Regions from separate parts of the Sus scrofa genome. Here region 1 is linked to region 2. The links are chromatin contacts, called in public HiChIP or PLAC-seq maps. All regions are on one chromosome and are shown on one strand. The core of a region is the stretch at or near the end of the contact, and the rest is flanking DNA. Distances in the headings are between cores, read along the strand shown.

What was found. HiChIP or PLAC-seq counts read pairs in DNA pulled down with a chosen protein or histone mark.
Region 1: an H3K27ac HiChIP or PLAC-seq map of alveolar macrophages shows a contact between it and region 2. The contact joins two enhancer-like sites. A contact is called at or near these places in 2 of 2 datasets of contacts at active chromatin or transcription factors (alveolar macrophages and skeletal muscle).

What each region holds. Positions count from the first base shown.
Region 1 is chr10:66,263,175-66,267,479 of Sscrofa11.1, forward strand. No RefSeq gene overlaps it. Among named protein-coding and RNA genes, the nearest start is that of KLF6, 220 kb to the right of the region's middle. Within about 2 kb of position 1,522, at least 18 of the 83 cell types and tissues checked have an H3K27ac peak or open chromatin away from gene starts, as enhancers often do. A contact at or near this core is called in alveolar macrophages, where this site is marked.
Region 2 is chr10:65,795,599-65,799,762 of Sscrofa11.1, forward strand. No RefSeq gene overlaps it. Among named protein-coding and RNA genes, the nearest start is that of AKR1E2, 100 kb to the left of the region's middle. Within about 2 kb of position 1,528, at least 14 of the 83 cell types and tissues checked have an H3K27ac peak or open chromatin away from gene starts, as enhancers often do. A contact at or near this core is called in alveolar macrophages, where this site is marked.

The DNA.
Region 1 (4,305 bases), core at 272-2,771, 470 kb after region 2:
AAAACAAACAAACAAACAAAAAACCACCTGAAATTAAAGCTAGAACAATTGATCCATAAGAATTTACCTTAACCATTTTCTAGAAACGGTATTAAAAAATACCTACTTAAAAATGGACAATGAAACTTCTAACTCATAGTCAAATGTTTAAAATTAACCAAATACGGAGTTCCTGTCATGGCGCAGTGGAAACGAATCCGACTAGGAACCATGGGGTTGCAGGTTTGATCCCTGGCCTCGCTCAGTGGGTTAAGAATCCCGCGTTGCCGTGAGCTGTGGTGTAGGTCACAGACGTGGCTTGGATCTGGCGTTGCTGTGACTGTGGTGTAGGCTCACGGCTACAGCTCCACTTGGACTGCTAGCCTGCGAACCTCCATATGCCTAAATAGCAAAACTAAATAAACAAATAAAATAAAATGAACCAAATACTACTCTTAAAATATCATATTTCTAGTCTTGGGTTTTTGTCTGCTTTATTTTTGAAGCAAGATTTCCGGCAGGGTTTTTTTTTCTCCTATTTACTACTTAAGCGGGAAAAAAATGTTATCACTCATGACAAAAATGCAGACACATTAGGTCTGAAAGATAGAGGGTGTTTCCTACGACTTCCTTAATGTAAAGATGAGGATGCAGGTGGGTGCTTGACAAGCCTGGGACCGCAGTTCGCTCCAGAAAGTCAGGCCACCTTCTGGCGCCGCATCCCGAGACTCATTTCTGAGCAGCAGTTACTGCTGAAGATCCTAAAGCTTGGAGATGAAACAGGAGCAGGCCTGGCCATGAAATGCCATCCCCAGGTCCACTCCTGGGAGGTACGCTGAGCCCCTTCTTTGTCCCGTTGGATGTTAGGTTCACATCCATCCGCTGGGGACGTGGGAGAGACTGGACAAAGGTGTGTTCGAGCCTGGCTCCATCCAGAGTCGTGCGCTCTGGAACATGGCACCCCACCCCCCCAAGCCTAAATTTCTGAAAAGGGCAGCATGATATTCTGTTTTGTTGTAAAAATGATACCTGGGAGATACATGCAGCCTGAAAGGTGTCCCCCGAAATTCACATGTTGACACTCGACCCTCCTGGTGCTGCCGAATGTGACATGTGTGGAGACAAGTTCTTTTAAAAGGTAATTAATTAGAACGAGGTCATTGGGGTGACCCTAACCCACAGGGCTGGTGTCCTTGTAAGAAGAGGCCAGGACACAGGCTCACAGAGGGGTGACCATGTGAGCACGTGGCAGGGGTTGGGGAGTGGGGGAGATGGGGTCCACCCGCCCAGGAGAGAGGCCTCAGGGGACCCAGCCCGGCCCCCACCGTGATCTAAGACCCCTGGCCTCTAGAACTGGGGGAGAATCCGCGGGTAGGCCCCCCGTCTGTGGTCTTTCGCTGTGGCAGCCCTGGCAGACTGACGTGACCTCTCAACAGAGTAAGTGCACCAAAGGCAGAGACAATCTCCCTAACACCAGGGCCGCCTCCACCCAGGGCAGAGGCCCTGGCCCCGAATACGTGCTTAGCGAGCGGAGGCGGGAGACCAGGCCACTCGCCTCACGACTTACTCTATTCACTTCCTGTTTGTCCCATCACTGCAAAGGGCGTCGCGTTGACAAGTTTCCTGTTTTTGCAGAAATTTTATTATTATTCTCTATAGAGGTGTTTTTCTCCAACTCTATGTTTCTCTTTCAGCAAGGAAGGAAGGACATTGAACGAGGAAGACAGATATCAATCACCAATTATATAAGAATCTGAGCCAACAGATAAACAAATCCACCATATCATAAAAACGTAAACTCAGGACGTGAGCCACTGAGAATGAACTCAGAGCCATCCCGCTGTTCCAAGACCTCAGGCAATCATTTCCCTGTGATAAGCCTCTGCTTCCTCATCTCCGAGTACGGCGTCGGGGTCAGTCTCTAAAGTCCCTTCAACCTTTGATTCCTGACTCAGTGTTTAAGGCCTCATTGAAACCAGCAGAATTAAAATAGCGACCGATACGCCTGACACTGATGTGGTGACCACATCAGGTGACCACAACGGCCTCGGTCTGGAGAGGAAGGTCAGTGACCCATGGAAAGGTAGCTGCGGAAGCTTGGCTGTCAGCAAATGAGGCACGTCTTCCAGGTTCCCTCGCGGTGCTCAGGTGCTGCGGGAAAAAGGTGTTAATCAGGGCCCAGCTTCCAAAATGAAAAGAATACGTATCATATCAAGCCGTGTAAAGCCATTCTGAGACCTTTATCGCGGCCTTCACCGACTCCCAGTGTCTCATGCGGGAAGGTGGCTCCTCATTTAGAAAACATTCTTCCTGACCGGTGAACTTTCCCAGTTGCATACATATAGTATGCATGGGAATGTACATATTTCTACAAATGTGCATGTATAAATACATTATAATATTAATGTATAAATTTATTGTTATTATTATATATATATTGGTATGTCTCTGCACAGAGCTGATAGTCAATATAAGATCAGCATATCCTAGACAAGCAGATAGCATTGGCAGTTAAGTTATACACAAATAAATATGTATTCAAATACTGTAATATACATAGTAAATATTATATGAATTCATCCGGGTTAAAATCCAGACTCCTCCACTTAACTGTACGTGAAATTACATAATTTTCCTACACTTGTACTTCAATACCACTCGACTCAAAAAATTTTGTAAAAGATAATTCTCTTTGTGTAGCTGTTGTGTTTTTCTTAATTAGCCTTTCAAATGTATTGATATTTGAAAGTAAGGAATCTGTTCTCTCCCGAGTCTTGTTCTACAAAATTCACTCGCAGTCGCTTCTCTCAGAAACATCCTTTTTCTCTCTCTTTTCCTCTCTCCCTCTCTCTCTCCGCCAGGGTCATCACCCAAGCTCTGCCTCCCACAGGGCACGTGAGGCCATTTAAATTTAAACTTATTAAAATTTAAATGAAAGGGTAAAATTCCCTTTCTCTTCCCAGTGTATCAGAGACACATGTGGCTCGTGGCTCATGGCGACCACCTTGGAAACTACAGGCCCAGGCCGATTTTATTCTTGGGGAAAGTTCTGTCTCACAGCCCCGCTCTAGCGGTTCTAAATTCTTGGTAGGAACAGGTTGCATGTTAAATGAGGGTTGGAGCTCTCGTTGTGGCTCAGCGGGTTAAGAGCCGGACTAGTGTCCATGAGGATGTGCGTCCGCTTCGATCCCTGGCCTCCATCGGTGGGTTAAGCATCCAGCGTTGCCGAGAGCTGCAGCGTAAGTCGCGGATGTGACTCGGATCTGGCGTTGCTTCGACTGTGGTGTAGGCCAGCAGCTACGGCTCTGATTCGACCCCTAGTCTGGGAACTTCCGTATGCCAAGGGTGTGGCCCTAAAAAGAAAAAAAAAAACAACATTTTTGAAGAAGGAAGTTGCTTTACTGTACACAAGCGGCTGAGTCACCCGCTGCTCCATGAGTCGTGGCGTCTTAGATGCTCGATGGCGTTACTCCAGCAGCTGAAACTACAGATCCGTGTCTGGGTTTTACTGCCGTCATTTCTAATTCCGTTTAAGTCCACTTCGAGACTTGTACAGCACAGCTTCTCCTCCGGGCCCCATGGATGGACACGCGGCCACCAGAGCAGGACAGGCGACGGCCCCTTTCTGCGCAGAACAGTCTAATGAGAACCTGACTCTGCCACGTGTCCAGGGACACGCAGGAGAGAGAGAGGACGGGGACCGAGCTACCAGGGGCGACTAGAGAAAATCCGAGTGACTGGGAAAGAGACGATGAGAAAGGGCCTGATCTGGCCCCTCAGATACCCGGTGGGCGGTCGTGGCAACAGCAGGACAGGCTTATTCTGGGGCCACAAAGCAGAACTGGGGGTCCTGGCTCGGGCGGTCCTAAGAGAGGTTTTCTGGCTAATACAGGAAAGCACTTTCTCGAGCGGGCAGCGTTATCGGAAAAGGACATGGAACTCCTCCAGAAGGCCTCCGCTTCTTCTCAAGAACCTTCAGCTGGGATGGCCCATCAACTGTCAGGCATGTTAGGAAAGCGATTCGAACCTCAGACTTACTGTGTAAAGCCTGACAACCCTCACATCAGTTCCGGGTCTCCGTGGGGCTAAAGCCTCAGGTAAAACCCTCGCTGTTCACACCTCTGAAACCTCACGTGTTTTCTGCAATGCAGCTCAAAACCTGAAACGAGAAATAACTCTCTAACACATGAAGTCACCAGAGGGCTAGGCTGGTGCCAAGGACACAGCAGGGGCTCGGGACAGAATGACTGGGAAAAGGCCATCGTGTCACAGCCTTTGTATTGGGGACGGTTGTTCCTTCTAAAGTCACCATCAGTAAGGGAGGGG
Region 2 (4,164 bases), core at 278-2,777:
GTTGAATTCAACCCTGAATCTGACCACTGAGTCGTATTCCTAACACAGTGTTTCGTTGTTGGGCTTAAGTCTGTGAAGATTACTTTTAAATGGGATCAATCCACAATTTATGTCAAAATATCTTTTTAAATACTAAAATTTCCCCTGCTCTTCAGGACTTTTTTTTTCCCTCATAATTTCTAAGGAAATGCTTTGTCATTTTTAGTGCTTCCCTCTAGTTGTCTCAACACTCTTCCAATGAAAAAAAAAAAATCACTGGGTAGCGATTTCTGTGGAATATTTCTCAGCACACTATAAATAGTCACAGCTGGCTCTCTTTTGTTTTCCTACATTTTTAATGGAAATGTAAAAATTTCCTGCTCTTTTGTTTTCCTACATTTTAATGGAAATGCAAAAAAAAAAAAAAAATCTGGTACATCCAGTACATCTTGAGATGTTATTGCGTACGTGAAACCATAAAATGTCTTCATGGAATGCCAGGAAATCCTAAAATTAAAACTATATTATTGTATTCATTCCCTCACTCAACAAATATTTATCGTATCTCTGACATGAGTCATGAGCTATGCTAAGTGCTGCTCCTTAAAGATGGTTGAGATGCAATCCTATTATAAAGCCGACCATTGTCTGAGGGAGGGTGGGACGCTCTTTCCCAGTTTTCCTCTTTCCTGTACTGATGCAGGCAGAACAGGTTCTGAGACACAGCCGTCTCTGTCTGCCTCCCTTTCTCTTCCTGAGAACCCCTCAACCAAGAGATTACTTCCTGGAGCTGCCTCACTGTGACTCTAGGCTTTGTCTTTCCCCTGCCCCGCTGTGTATGGACCTGCACTTTTTCACCGTCCTCCTTTCAGCTGTCTGTTAAGGTCACAAAGCCACCCAGGAGCTCTTTCATGCGGTACTGGTCGAGGACGATGGTGTGGGCCACCCGTGGGTCTGACCATCATTACTGCGGGGCTGTGCTGAGCCCCAGGGGGCACATTTTTAGGGACGGATAATTGGGCGCTTCTGGAAGACCGTGAAATAAATAATTTCAGATGAGGGGACCCCCTCCTAAACACAGTGTATCCCTTGGCTCCATGGTGGTAGTCTCTCTTTACGAACCAAAAAGGTATTTTCTCATTGAAAACCCGAGATAAGTGAAGGGTATTGTGTTCCTAACAGTTATTCTTAAAGATGCTATAAGAAAACCATCCATATCTTATCTGCAAAGGTGTCTTCTCTTCTCTTCCAAGCATCGTATAAAGTCTCTCTTCAATTTGCAAAAGGGAGAAAGATTATGAGACTGAAGTGCAATAATATTAAACAAAAATATAAGAATACATAAGTGGTTTCTCTGCCAAGGCCAAATCCACATGGGATAAATAAGAGATTAAAGCTTTCAAAAAGCATCCTCATGGCTTCTTATTGTCAAAAAGGGAGCAGAATGGGAAGCTGACGCCACAGGTGGGTGCGTAGCCTGGCTATTACTCTGAGCAGAATGTTCGGGCAAGCGGGGGGCGGTGGGGAGTCCCCGCAGAGCTTCCTCTTCGCCAGTCTCCAGCAGAGACTGAACTGCATTCCTCTCCCTCAGTTATGCCTCAGGAAGGGATAGCCCACACGGATGGAAGCAGCCCTCCATGCCTCAGTGTGAATTGAAGAGCTGCTTAGGTTTTAACAAAAGGAAGACTAAGTGTGAGAACCCAGGCTACAGGAGGGAAGGGTATCCCGCATTATGAAGGATCTAAGAATAGAAGGATAAAGAACTCTCAAGACAAAACACTCAGAGAAGTTGCTTCAGACGCATCGAGGGCGAGGGCGTCTGAACAACAACTCAAGGGATTTATTGCTTGGTGAATGTCGCAATTCTGAGGACTTACTCAGATGGAAGCTGAGATGTCCCACATTTATAGCTCGTATTGCCTTTCAGTGTGATGAAAGCGTTCCCCTTGTGTTGCCAAGATATTCATGCTTAAGTTCAAAACGGGCGGATGTCCATCAAGCCTTTGAAGTACGTTGGCCAAATGATTACGACTAGCTTAACACAGATGATGTACATTTTAGCATGTATTATTCAGCTGAAATGATTTTTAATCCCCATGCGTTCTGATGATGATCTGATAAAAGTTTAATGGTGCATTAGCATAGATGGGTTAGTTATTCCTACAAATATCAAAGCAAGCCTGGGTGGAACAAGTCTGTCCATTGTCTTTTGGGAACTTAGAAACTTTTCCATTGCTTGTGCTATTATTTCTGTGTTGTGGTGGTTATCCGAGAGAAGCCGTTTTTATTGGAATGTATTATTTGTGTTTGTTGTTGGCTTTAAAAATACTTTGCTTATTCACATAGGGTACAGACAGCTAAATGTTTGCGTGTTGAACTGTAATTAGTCACTAACTGTTCTAATAAGGCTTGACTGCCCATATTTAAGTGTCCTTTCACTCGTCATTGTTTCAGTGAATGTAACACAAACAATGCTTTATACACAGAGGTTTCTTGCATGAATCAGTTCCCTTCTTGACTGTTTTCATGTTCCTCCTTCCCTAAAGGAAATGTTTCCCAATAGCTTTCTGAAATCTTTATTGCCATCGTGATCTAAATAACTCAAGCAATGAAATTAATCCCTAAACACTGACATTGAGCAAGTCTAACTAACTCGCAGCAACTGTTTCCCATGACCTGCCCTGTGGTGGACATGGGCTCATGGTGATTGTCAGCCTGGCTGGCACAAGGGGAAACCGCGGCTCATCCGGCAACCGTTTGGGTTTGTGGTGGTTGTTCTTGGGAGAGTGTCTGCAAGTGCTCATGACAACAGATTTTCAATAATATGTGTAGCGCACTATGTGAAGGCCGTGTGGAGGGGTCAAGATGTGTAAGAGGAACAGGTATTGCGTTTTAGACTTTATTCTTCTTCCCCTACACTAGCCAAGGTGGTTTGGGGGCATTTTATTTTACCAGGTAAAATTAGAAGCACTTGCCAGCTTGCTCATCAGACATATCCTCAGGATCAACGTGTCAGATCTAAAAAATAAAAATGAAAGGTGAGACATCATCGATTAAACTGATGTTTATTTTCAAAAATTAACCCATCATTTAAAAAGTGGTGAGACAGATATTTTTGGCCCGGAACAGCCATATAACCATGTTTTTCCATTCCTTTTTGTGCTCTTAATACTCTTAGTAACCTTATCTCTAAAACAGAATGTGTTGATTTTTTTAAAATTCTGGACATGAAATGCAGAAATAGCACATATATTTATCTCTGTACTTCTGCCAAACTTCCATATCCACTGGGATATTTTCCACCTTATCACGCTGTTAGTTTTACATGCATATTTTTATCACGCTTCTTGAGAGAAGGGTCAGTGTTGGATCAGCTGGAATCCTTCTATCACAAAGAGCATAGCATATAGTCAATAAGTACTAAACCTATCAGCAGATATATTCAGGGCATTTTTCTTTAATAAAACCTATGTACTTGGCTCTGAATAAATTAATGGATATAAAAGTCAGATTGGAAGCTTAATAATGACAATCTTTTTGTGTGTGTGTGTGTGTGTGTGTGTGTCTTTTTTGGGCTGTACCTGTGGCATGTGGAAGTTCCCAGGCTAGGGGCTGAATCGGAGCTGCAGCTGCAGGCCTACACCACAGCCACAGCAATGTGGGATCTGAGCTGCAACTGCCACCTATACCACAGCTCATGGCAACACTGGAGCCTTAACGCACTGATTGAGGCCAGGGATCGAACCCGTGTCCTCATGGATACCAGTCGGGTTTGTTACCACTGAGCCGCTATGGGAACTCCTTAATAACGACCATCGTCAATCTTGCCACTGAGTCCATCAGATGATGTAAACTATGACAGGTCCCGAGATCCCAACTCAGAAACTCTCGTCCTTGGAGACTGATTCTCTCTGGAAAAACAGTGTCTTCATTACCCACGTGAATTACTTAGAGGCAAAATCCAAGCCACCAGAGACAAACGGAATTACTCCTCTGTTAACTGTGACGTGGTCACCACGCACATTCTGATATCTTTTTAAAAATTAATTCTAGTAACCTATAAGCCTTTCAGCAGAGAGGATTACATTTCTAAAAGAAAACCATATAAAACATAAGAGTTTTGAAATGGTTAACAGCACATAATCAGCTCTCTTTAAAAAAAATCAGTCTTGAAAAGAAAAGAAA